Regions from separate parts of the Mus musculus genome. Here all the other regions are linked to region 2. A link is a contact called in public targeted proximity ligation data. All regions are on one chromosome and are shown on one strand. The core of a region is the stretch at or near the end of the contact, and the rest is flanking DNA. Distances in the headings are between cores, read along the strand shown. Region 1 has its middle 7.0 kb from the start of Batf2. Region 2 has its middle 12 kb from the start of Ccdc88b. Region 3 overlaps Ehd1 (EH-domain containing 1).

Region 1 (3,648 bases), core at 493-2,992, 710 kb before region 2:
CATGTACTAGATGCTCAAAGAGGCTCTGCTGTGTACCAAGCATAGAGACCGTGGGTTTGTGTGCTCCTGATGAGGACAGGAGAGAGACATGGGACAGGGAGGGTTGGGTGAGTGAGGAAGAAGGCGAGACCTGTCGAGGGCTGGAGACAGCTCACAGCTTACAGTGCAGGCATGTGGACTTGAGTTGGATCCGCACAGCCCACAACAATAAATGAAACAAAACAAAAAACCCAAGCAAACTAAAACCTCATAGGGCCTGGTGACACTTATCCAGAGGCCTACTGGTCATCTAGCTCAGCCTAATGGGCGAAGTCCAGTCTCGGTGAGAGACCTGTACTGAGACCAAGGTAAAGCAACTGGAGAGATGGCTCAGTGGTTAGGAGTGTTTACTGAAGCCACAGAGCACCCGAGTTCAGTTCCCAATACCCATGATGGGTGTATGGATTCTAACCACTTGTATCTCCAACTCTGGGAGATCTGACTCCCTCTCTGGCTTTGACTTGAAGTCGCCTCCTCTTACTGACCGTCAGTTTCCCCAGCTATAAAGCCAGGAGATTTCGTAACTGGTCCTCCCTGGCTTATATAAGTCCTCAAGAGTTGCTTCCCCAGTCCCTGACCAGCAATCAGCTGCCTAAAATGGTTCCCTTCAGCAAGCCTTTGCCTTCCTGTGTGTGGATGACTCTCAAGACCTTGCTGCTCAGTTCTAGCTGATGGCAAGGAATGGAAAGAAATGGGTCCGGATGAAAGTCTTTGCAGGGGCTAGATAGACAATTTCTAGGGTCCTCTGGGGTGACCACCTCTCTACCAGCCTAGCCCAGATGCTTCCGAGTCCATCCCTACCCTCTTGGCACCGTCTGAGGTGCTGGGTTGGCTGACAGCAGCCTCTTGTGTTGGGCCCTGGGAATTGCTGGCCTCCCTGGAAAGGGCAGTCTTCATTCCACTCCAGCCGGGCCTCTGGTTGCTTGCCCCTTGCCCCTTGCCCCTTGCCCCTCGCTGGCTGCTTTCCAAGGACAAGAACAAGGAGACTCACTCTTCCCGAGCACACCAGTGACCACCATCCGTGTGTAGCTTCAGTCATGATCGTAGCTCTGGCACAGAGAGGGGAATTTCATTTCATTTATTTATTTGTTTGTTTGTTTGCTGGCTGGTTGGTTTTTCAAGACAGGATTCCTCTGTGTAGCATTGGCAGTTCTGGAACTCACTCTGTAGAGACCAGGATGGTCTCGAACTCACAAAGCTCTCCCATGTGCTGGGATTAAAGGCATGCACTGCTTCTCCTGGGTAGGATTTTCATTTTATAGACAAGAAAACTGAAGCCCAGAGAAACTAGGCCTTGGCCAAGGTCACAAAGGCAAAAAGGCTTTGGGAGAGAGAATCTAAGAGCTGGGGTCGCAGCCACCACCTCCACAGCTCTGCTGTTTATTATTTAAACTTCCTGCCCTCCTCCAGAGGTTCCAGTGACCTTCCTGGAAATCTATGCGATTTAAGGAAACCACAGCAAAGTGCAGGCAATGTGTCCTGGGCAGCAGAGGGCTCTGCAGAGAGCTCAGCTCTGCTGAGCACCCGGGTGTACCATCTCCCACTTCCTCTCAAGTGGCAGGGCCCACCACCAGGAAAGGACCGATGACAGGGACAGGGGTGACATCATAGAACCACATAGAACTGCTGTTACCTACCCCATGGGAGGCCTTCTCATTAGCCATCCGTGACTAGTGTGCTGAAACTGAAAGTGGCCCTTCCTGGCTTATGGTCCCCAGGAGTTGCTTCCCTATTCCCTGACCAGCAATCTGCCTAGAATCGTTCCGCTCCGCAAGCCTTTGCCTTCCTGTGTGTGGATGACTCAACACCTTGCTTCCCAATTCTGGCTGATGGTAAGGAATGGGAAGAAATGGGTCAGGATAAAAGTCCCTGCAGGGACAGGTGACACATGCTTCAGTACTTGGAAGGAGGATCCAAAATTCAAGAGCTGGGGCTGGAGAGATGGCTTGACAGTTGAGGGCACTGACTGCTGCTCCTTTAGAGTCAATTCCCAGAATCCGTATGGTGGCTCACAAACATCTGTAACTCTAATTCCAGAAGGTCCTCTTCTGGCCTTCTTGGGTACCAGGAATGTAGGGGCGTACAGACATATTTGCAGGCAAAACACAAATGCACAGAAAACAAAAAAATTTTTAAAAGCACTCCAGGCCATCCTTCGCTGCATAGCTAAGATGAGGTCAGTCTGGGCTGTGTGAGACCCAACAACGAACAACAAAGAGTCTGGGTCACCCTGGGGCTGGGAGAAAAAGGATTTCCTGGCGAGTGAAGCTCCCTAGATTCCTCGTGTGTGATTGCTCTAGCCTAGGATCCTGCCAGGACCCACTCACCATTTGCCCTTCTGGCAGCATCCTGATGGCCGTGGGGCTAACCACTTCCTCAGTTCTTGTCCCTGTGATTTAGAGAAGGTGAACCCCAGCTCCTGCCAAAGAGCGAGCCTGGGACCCTGGCTACGCCCATCTCATTGATAGCAAGAATGCACAAGAGACTCAAGTCAGACCAAGGAGAGAAAAGCCTGGGGAGAAATTGTCGTACCTATTGAGAAAGTGAGTGAGGACTCCCCCCTCCCAGTGCCGCTAAGCTGCTGCTGCTTGTGGGCTGCTTGTTAGAGTATAGCCAGGCCCACAAGTGTGTGTGTGTGTGTGTGTGTGTGTGTGTGTGTGCACACGCGCACATGCAACGCAGCTCCCCCCACCCCCTTTTTTTTGAGACAGGGTTTCTCTGTGTATCCCTGGCTGTCATGGAACTCACTCTGTAGACCAGGCTGACCATTCATAGAGATTTGCCTGCCTCTGTTTCCCAAGTGCTGGGACTAAAGGTGTGAGCCACTACTGACTTTTTCATTAAATATATAAATCCTTTCTTTTCTTGCACCCTGGAAAATTGGAGGGAGGGGCATAGGATCCTGTTAGGTAGCACAGGCTGGCTTAAACATGCGACTATCCTCCTTAGGCAAGACAGAAAGAGAAAACTATGGGACATGAAAAAGAAAGGCACACTTTACCCTGGATTCTAGTTGCTTCTTGCCAGCTGAGAAGCAAGAACAACACAAACATTTGCTATATGTGGGGCTGGAGAGATGGCTCAGCAGTTAAGATCAATTATTGTCCTCACAGAGGACAGCTCCATTCCCAGCACCCACATAAGTGACTCACAGCGGCCTGGAACTCCAGGCCATCTGGCTTTTGAGGGCACCTGTGCACACGTGGTGCATATGAAGTTGTGCAGGTACACATACAAATCTCTAAATAAAATGTGGTTCCGTGCATTTATTTATTATTGTATGAATCTGTGTGTGTGTGTGTGTGTGTGTGCATGCGCACGCGCCTGTACCCACATGCGGGGACACATTCCATGGCACATTCTGCACATGTGGAAGACACAGAACAACGTTGTAGAATTGGTCCTCTCCTACCATGTGGGTCCTGGGAATATAGCTTTCGATCCTAGGCTTGGCAGCGAGTATCTTTACTCTCTGAACCATCTCACTGACTGTAAGTTTAATAAACCTCAACCCTGCTTCATACTGGCTCATTCTAAAATTGTTTTCTGTTTTGAAACTGATGACCTGGTTTTACCTGCGCAGAAGTCTCTAAAAAATTAAAAGAACCT
Region 2 (3,324 bases), core at 183-2,682:
TTAAAATGCTTGGGATTGAATTGTAAACTGCCAATGTTCCATTAGCTTTATATATATTTAACAATAATTTTTAAAAGTTTCTTTTGCAATATCAGAGCATAACCATAATTTTGGAAGACAAAACCAATTTTTAACAGTGTAAACAATCGAGTCTCTCTAAAATCAATACCAAGTGCATTATTTTCATGTTACAAAGTTTGGTGCCAGTTCTTGTATATGAATGCATGACAGTGCAACTTCTAATACCTCATTAAAGAAACATTGTTTTAAATTCTATCTTTTATAAGTCCGGTTTCTAGGACAGAAATTACATATTGGGTGGGGGAGCGTGTGGGGGACTTTTGGGATAGCATTGGAAATGTAAATGAAATAAATACCCAATTTAAAAAAAGAAATTACATATTATCCCAATTTAGAGACATATTTCCCTGGGTTGGCTCATGCCATGTGTTCTGTTGCCCAAAATGACTCCAACCCTGAGTTTCCAGGTTTTTTTTTTGGGGGGGGGGGTTGTTTTGTTTTTAATTTATTGACGACCTTCCCCAGTAGAAACACTGTTCCTTTTTTTTTTTTAAGGAAATTTATTGTTATATGTAAGTACACTGTAGCTGTCTTCAGACACACCAGAAGAGGGCATCAGATCTCATTACGATGGTTATGAGCCACCATGTGGTTGCTGGGATTTGAACTCAGGACCTTCAGAAGAGCAGTTGGTACTCTAACCGCTGAGCCATCTCTCCAGCCTGAGTTCCCAGTTTTAAGCCAACTTTCTGTTGCCAATGTTACAAAATTTTAACCATACCCAATAACTTATAAGCCAATAATCTGTAACCACATGCAGAACATATTTATACATTTAGGACCAGTCAGAAAAAAAACATGTAGCAGCTACCCATATTTACATATTTAGGTTAGACAGACAGAATTTTCTTAGTTTTTTTTCTAGCTGTAATTTCTTTTGTTGTTGTTGTTTCAAGACATGGTTTCTCTGTGTAGCCCTGACTGTCCTGGAACTTACTCTGTAGACTAGGCTGGCCTCGAACTCAAAAATCCGCCTGCCTCTGCCTCCCAAGTGCTGGGATTAAAGGCATGTGCCACCACTACCCAGTTCTAGCTGTAATTTCAAGAGAGGAACACCTTGTCACCTTCTAAACCCAATAGTCACAGTCAGATTTTTGTAGGAGAAACAGCTTCCTCACAGAGAAGTTTATGAAACACAGAGCAACAATCAAGAAACAAAATGAAACCACAGACATAAACTGACAGGCATGGACAGACTGGCACTCCAAAGATAGACATTAGCCAAAGAGGGAAGAGAACCAGATGTCTCACCAAAGGGACCCAGAACCAGGACTAGGCAGAGAGGAAGCCAGAGGACTAGGCAGAGAGGAAGCCAGAGGACTAGGCAGAGAGGAAGCAGGCAGGACGTCTCCTGACCTCCTCTTGACCCTAGGAGAGCGCTGGGAACAGCTTACTTTCACTTTCCTTCTCTTTCACCAAAGCGTGAAACACTTCCGGGAGGGGGGTGACTGAAACCCACTTCTCCCTCTCACGTCTAAACTCTCTCTGTCTATGGGAATTTTTTCAGGACCATGTGTTGGATAGTAAGTACCCTGTCATCCTCTCTCCTGCTTTCTTCCATGTCTGTAAATTTATCATATCTTCCTCAGGGAACCAGGGACAAATTTCTTTTTTTTTTTTTTTTTTTTTAGTTCTGAGTTTTTATTTATTTTTTTTCCATTTTTTATTAGGTATTTAGCTCATTTACACTTCCAATGCTATACCAAAAGTCCCCCATACCCACCCACCCCCACTCCCCTACCCACCCACTCCCCCTTCTTGGCCCTGGCGTTCCCCTGTACTGGGGCACATAAAGTCTGCGTGTCCAATGGGCCTCTCCAGGGACAAATTTCTATAAAAAGCAGAAACTGGGTAAGCTGTTTTTGACTTATTTTCACTCCTCTAGATTTTAGCCTCTGAGCATATGTACAAAAAGCATTCTATTACCCTGCCCATCTTACACAGGGTTTACTCACCACTGGCCCAGATTTTCTTTATTTTCTTATGCACTGGCTTCCAATTCCTGAGATGTCCTTCACTGAGCCCTCACATTGTGGTAACCACCTGACCCGGCCCACTCAGTCAGTCAACAAGGTCTCCAGGGAGGGATCGAGGATTAAAGAAAGAAAAGACAGTTAGACACGATGATAGTATAACTCTAACAAGCACCAAAGCAGGTTTATTTTTTCCCAAGCTGCTTTTATATCACTCTTAAGTACATGCAAAACAAAGGGTCAGTTCTTGGTCAAGGAAAAACAAGGTATAAACAAAAGTCCCGCAATCATTGTATCCAGACTTTTGAGATGATCAAGATAAAAGGAACACTTTCCTCAGCTGTATTTATCTTGAGCCCACTTTCTTGTCCTAAGCCAATGTCAAATATTCTTGCCAATATCCTTGAAGCAGCACCAAGAGCTCTCTGCATGCTTCAACTGTCCACAATAGCTGATTATGATTTGCCTCGTGCTCTAGCAGAAGCATAGTTTTGCCAGCAGATAATTTCTGTGACTGTGTGATATCTACAATTCTGGGGACTTTTCAGAAGTTACATAAATGCTAGGGTCCCCGTAGGTGGGTTGCTGGTTAGTGGTCATTTTAGGGAAGTTGGTTGTAGCTTGTTAATAGTCATGGTCAAGAAAGAAACAAAAAGAAAGAAATTAGATTCAGGGATTTTCCTAACTCCTCCCTTCTCTCTATCCTTTTTTCTCTCCTGTCTAGTGTTAGGAAGTGAAACGGGGTGGTGGGAGATAAAGGGCGGGAGGAAAAGAACCCACAATGTAGCAAGACCAGAGAACCCACAATGTAGTAAGACCAAAGAACCCACAATGTAGCAAAGACCAAAGAACCCACAATGTAGCAAAGACCAAAGCTAAAAGGAGGATCAGAAGTTCAAGCTTACCCTTATCTACGTAAGGACTTCAAGGCCAGCCTGGGCTACATGAAGTTCTGTTTTAAAAACTCTGGGATCTGTGGCACAGACTTCTAATCCCAGCCACAGGGGAAGCTGAAGTAGAATGATGTCAAGCTCAACCCCCGCCTCTGCTTTGTAGTTAGCAGGTTCTAGACTCTGTTTCAAAATACAAAGGTGGTGGCGCACACCTTTAACCCAGCACTCAGGAAGCAGAGGCAGTCAGATCTTTGGGAATTCAAGGCCAACCTGGTCTATAGAGTGAGCTCCAGGGCAGGCAGGGCTACACAGAAGAGACCCTGTCTGGCAAAAATGAAACCAAAACAAACAACCAAACAAGCTACGAGTTATCTATC
Region 3 (3,183 bases), core at 129-2,628, 570 kb before region 2:
CAGGGTCCTAGGGAACTGTCAGGCAGCACTCAACTCTCACAGCCACAGGCCTCACGCCTGGAACCTCTGGTCTCCAGTGTCCTCCTCACTGCTCTTAGCCCTCTGCCTGCTTTTCCTGGAGGGAAAGTAACTCCTTGGCTTAGGCAGACAGAGGTGTGACTGAGCTTGTATGATCTGCCTGCCATAGCTTTCTTGGAAGAACCAAGTTGCCAACCCCAGGATTGAAAAGGACTGCCCCGGGCTGAGCAGGGAGCAGTGGGTGTGTTGAGGGGAGCTCTGGATGGAATTTCCCCATCTTGAGTCATCCTGGCCTGTTTTGATGGCACATGGCATATCACTCAAGTGGGATTCTACTTGGGACTTCCCATGTACTGTACAGATATATGTCTGGCAGAGGCTCATTCACAACTTTCTATGGCTCTGCAATGTGTTGCTTTTATTATCGGGAGGGGGCAGCTCGGGGAGAAAACAGGCAGAACTGCGTTGTAGTCCACTCTCTGCAGTCCTCACATAGTTCTTGACAAACCTCTGAGCCTCCTCTGACCACAGTAGATTTGGATGCATGAGAAGGGAGTGCCTCTAAGCACCCATCTTATGACAGACTCTAGAGTCGTTGTCTCTAGAATGTCACCATGACTTGTACAAGAATGGGTTGGAGAGATGACTCAGCAGTTAGCAGCACTCAGGCTCAAGTCCCAGCACCCCCAACTGTCTGTAACTTTAGCTCCAGGGGATCCAGAACCCTCACACAGGCATACATGTAGTCAAAACAGCAATATACAAAGAAGATAGACAGACAGACAGATAGATAGATAGTTTTTGCCAGGCCAGTGGTGGCACACACCTTTAATCCCAGTACTTGAAAAGCAGAGGCAGGAGGATTTCTGAGTTTGAGGCCAGCATTGTCAACAGAGTGAGTTCTAAGACAGCAAGGGCTACCCTGTTTTGAAAAACAAAAACAAGAAGGAGTGTCCATCTTCTGTGCCGTGTTAGAGGCACCCTTTCCTCCCCTGCCCGAGCACTGAGCTTGAGGCACTGGAGGCCTTGACAGCCCTGAGGGCAGCGTGCCAAGCAAGTCCCTGATGCCCACTGCTTCCTCCCTCAGGTCCATGCCTACATCATCAGCTCCCTCAAGAAGGAGATGCCCAATGTTTTCGGGAAAGAGAGCAAGAAGAAAGAGCTGGTGAACAACCTGGGAGAGATCTACCAGAAGATCGAGCGGGAGCACCAGATCTCCTCCGGCGACTTCCCAAGCCTGCGTAAGATGCAGGTACAGTCACCAGGCCAGCCTGCCCGGGGCTGGGTACCCAGCTCTATAGAACAGGGCCTCTACAAAAGGAAGCAGCTGGGTTAGTCACCAGTTCCCTATCTGAGTCAGAGTTGACCTAGGTCGAGACACTGACACGAAAAAGGGGAATGTGGTGACTCAGCTTTGGGGTGGGGCATGGCTGTTGGTGAATCTTCATAGCCCAGCAGGGATAGTGCAGTTGTGACCTCACGCAGAGTGAGGAGCTCAGGCCTGTGGCACTAGCTCAGTAGCCTGAACTGGTAGGTGGAAGCCCCACTCCCCTGCTTGGATAGTCTAGCTCAGTCTGGAGTCTGGAAGACTGCCCCATCTAGGCCTCTCCTTCCTTCTACACTCACAGGAACTCCTGCAGACCCAGGACTTCAGCAAGTTCCAGGCCTTGAAGCCCAAGCTGCTGGATACAGTGGATGATATGCTGGCCAACGATATAGCTCGGCTGATGGTGATGGTGCGCCAGGAGGAGTCCCTGATGCCCTCACAGGCTGTGAAGGGTGGTGCTTTTGATGGCACCATGAATGGGCCCTTTGGGCATGGCTACGGCGAGGGGGCTGGCGAGGGCATTGATGATGTTGAGTGGGTAGTTGGCAAGGACAAGCCCACCTATGATGAGATCTTCTACACACTGTCTCCTGTCAACGGCAAGATCACAGGTGCTAATGCCAAGAAGGAGATGGTGAAGTCCAAGCTGCCCAACACAGTGCTGGGGAAGATCTGGAAGTTGGCAGATGTGGACAAGGATGGCCTGCTGGATGACGAGGAGTTTGCCCTGGCCAACCACCTTATCAAGGTGAAGCTAGAGGGCCACGAGCTGCCCGCTGACCTTCCTCCACATCTCATTCCACCCTCCAAACGGAGGCACGAGTGACTTCCATGCCTGAGATACCCTACAACCCCCAGGGCTGCTGCCACTTTCTACCCACCAGCTCCTTGTCTGCCCAGGTGGGCTGGGGCCTGGAGGGGCAGAAATTGGGGGAGGGAAAGGGTCACCATTTTTCAAGGTCCATAAAGACTGAGCGGTGTTTCCTCAGCTCTTGAATAGGAAAACCACCATCTTTCTTTTAAAGCTGTTCCGGGGTTCAGCGGGAGGCATGGGTGATGCTTGGATATGAACAGTGGGATTTTGTGCACAGGAACCATGATATTTTTAATATATAACATTAGAGGCAGCCTTCTTTCTTGCCTCTTCTGTCTGACAGCCCCACACTCATCCTCTCCCCTATCCAAGCCAGGCACCTCTCCACCCCACCCTGGCACCCCTGTGCCCGATGCCCCAGGGCTGTGTAAGCAGGAGGTCCCTGCTCCTTCAGCTTGTTTTTAGACTGGGGCTCCCTCAAGGGCAGCAGGTTGTTTCCTGCTAGCCGTGTTCTGTGCTCCAGTCCTCTGCTGTGCTGTGGGGTGCACACCTTACTCTGTCCACATCCCCTGACACCCCAGCCAGCACAGCAGCCACAGGTAGAAGACCCAACCACTGTTATTTGTTGTGGAGGCAGGAGGAGTTGCGAGACAGTCCATGACGTCTAGGAAAATGCATAAGCTACTTAGTGTTCTGTAGTGACACTTGATACTTGACCAAGACTTTGAGTAACTTACATCACTCGTTCAAAACTGTGATTTTTGTCTCCTCTTTCCTATACTCCAGCCTTGGAGCATTTCCACCCCAGAGCCAGCATAGAGCTGACATCCTAGGGCTTGAGTTTGCTTTCTGGCTGAGGGGAGGTCATCCCAGCTTCTGCTCAGAGGGGTCTGAAATGTAGCCCCCCCACCCCCGCCCCAAGGTCAACCTTTATGGCAGCTTCCTGGAGCCCCTCTCTGCCTTGGGACAGGCAGTAGGCCCTGTGACCTGGGGTGGTCTGGGGCTGGTAAGAGGAAGCCTGTGG

Evidence for each region.
Region 1: a contact with region 2 is called in a targeted proximity ligation map of large pre-B cells, with 4 times the contacts expected there. A contact is called at or near these places in 1 of 39 promoter capture datasets (liver) and 1 of 130 datasets of targeted methods (large pre-B cells).
Region 3: a contact with region 2 is called in a targeted proximity ligation map of bone marrow-derived dendritic cells, with 2.4 times the contacts expected there. A contact is called at or near these places in 1 of 130 datasets of targeted methods (bone marrow-derived dendritic cells) and 1 of 9 other capture datasets (liver).

What each region holds. Positions count from the first base shown.
Region 1 is chr19:6,155,664-6,159,311 of GRCm38.p6, forward strand. No RefSeq gene overlaps it. Among named protein-coding and RNA genes, the nearest start is that of Batf2, 7.0 kb to the right of the region's middle.
Region 2 is chr19:6,868,174-6,871,497 of GRCm38.p6, forward strand. No RefSeq gene overlaps it. Among named protein-coding and RNA genes, the nearest start is that of Ccdc88b, 12 kb to the left of the region's middle.
Region 3 is chr19:6,296,428-6,299,610 of GRCm38.p6, forward strand. Ehd1 (EH-domain containing 1) reads left to right here. Exons shown (of 5, transcript NM_010119.5): 4 at 1,106-1,270; 5 at 1,647-3,183. The coding sequence ends at 2,171. Among named protein-coding and RNA genes, the nearest start is that of Cdc42bpg, 8.4 kb to the right of the region's middle.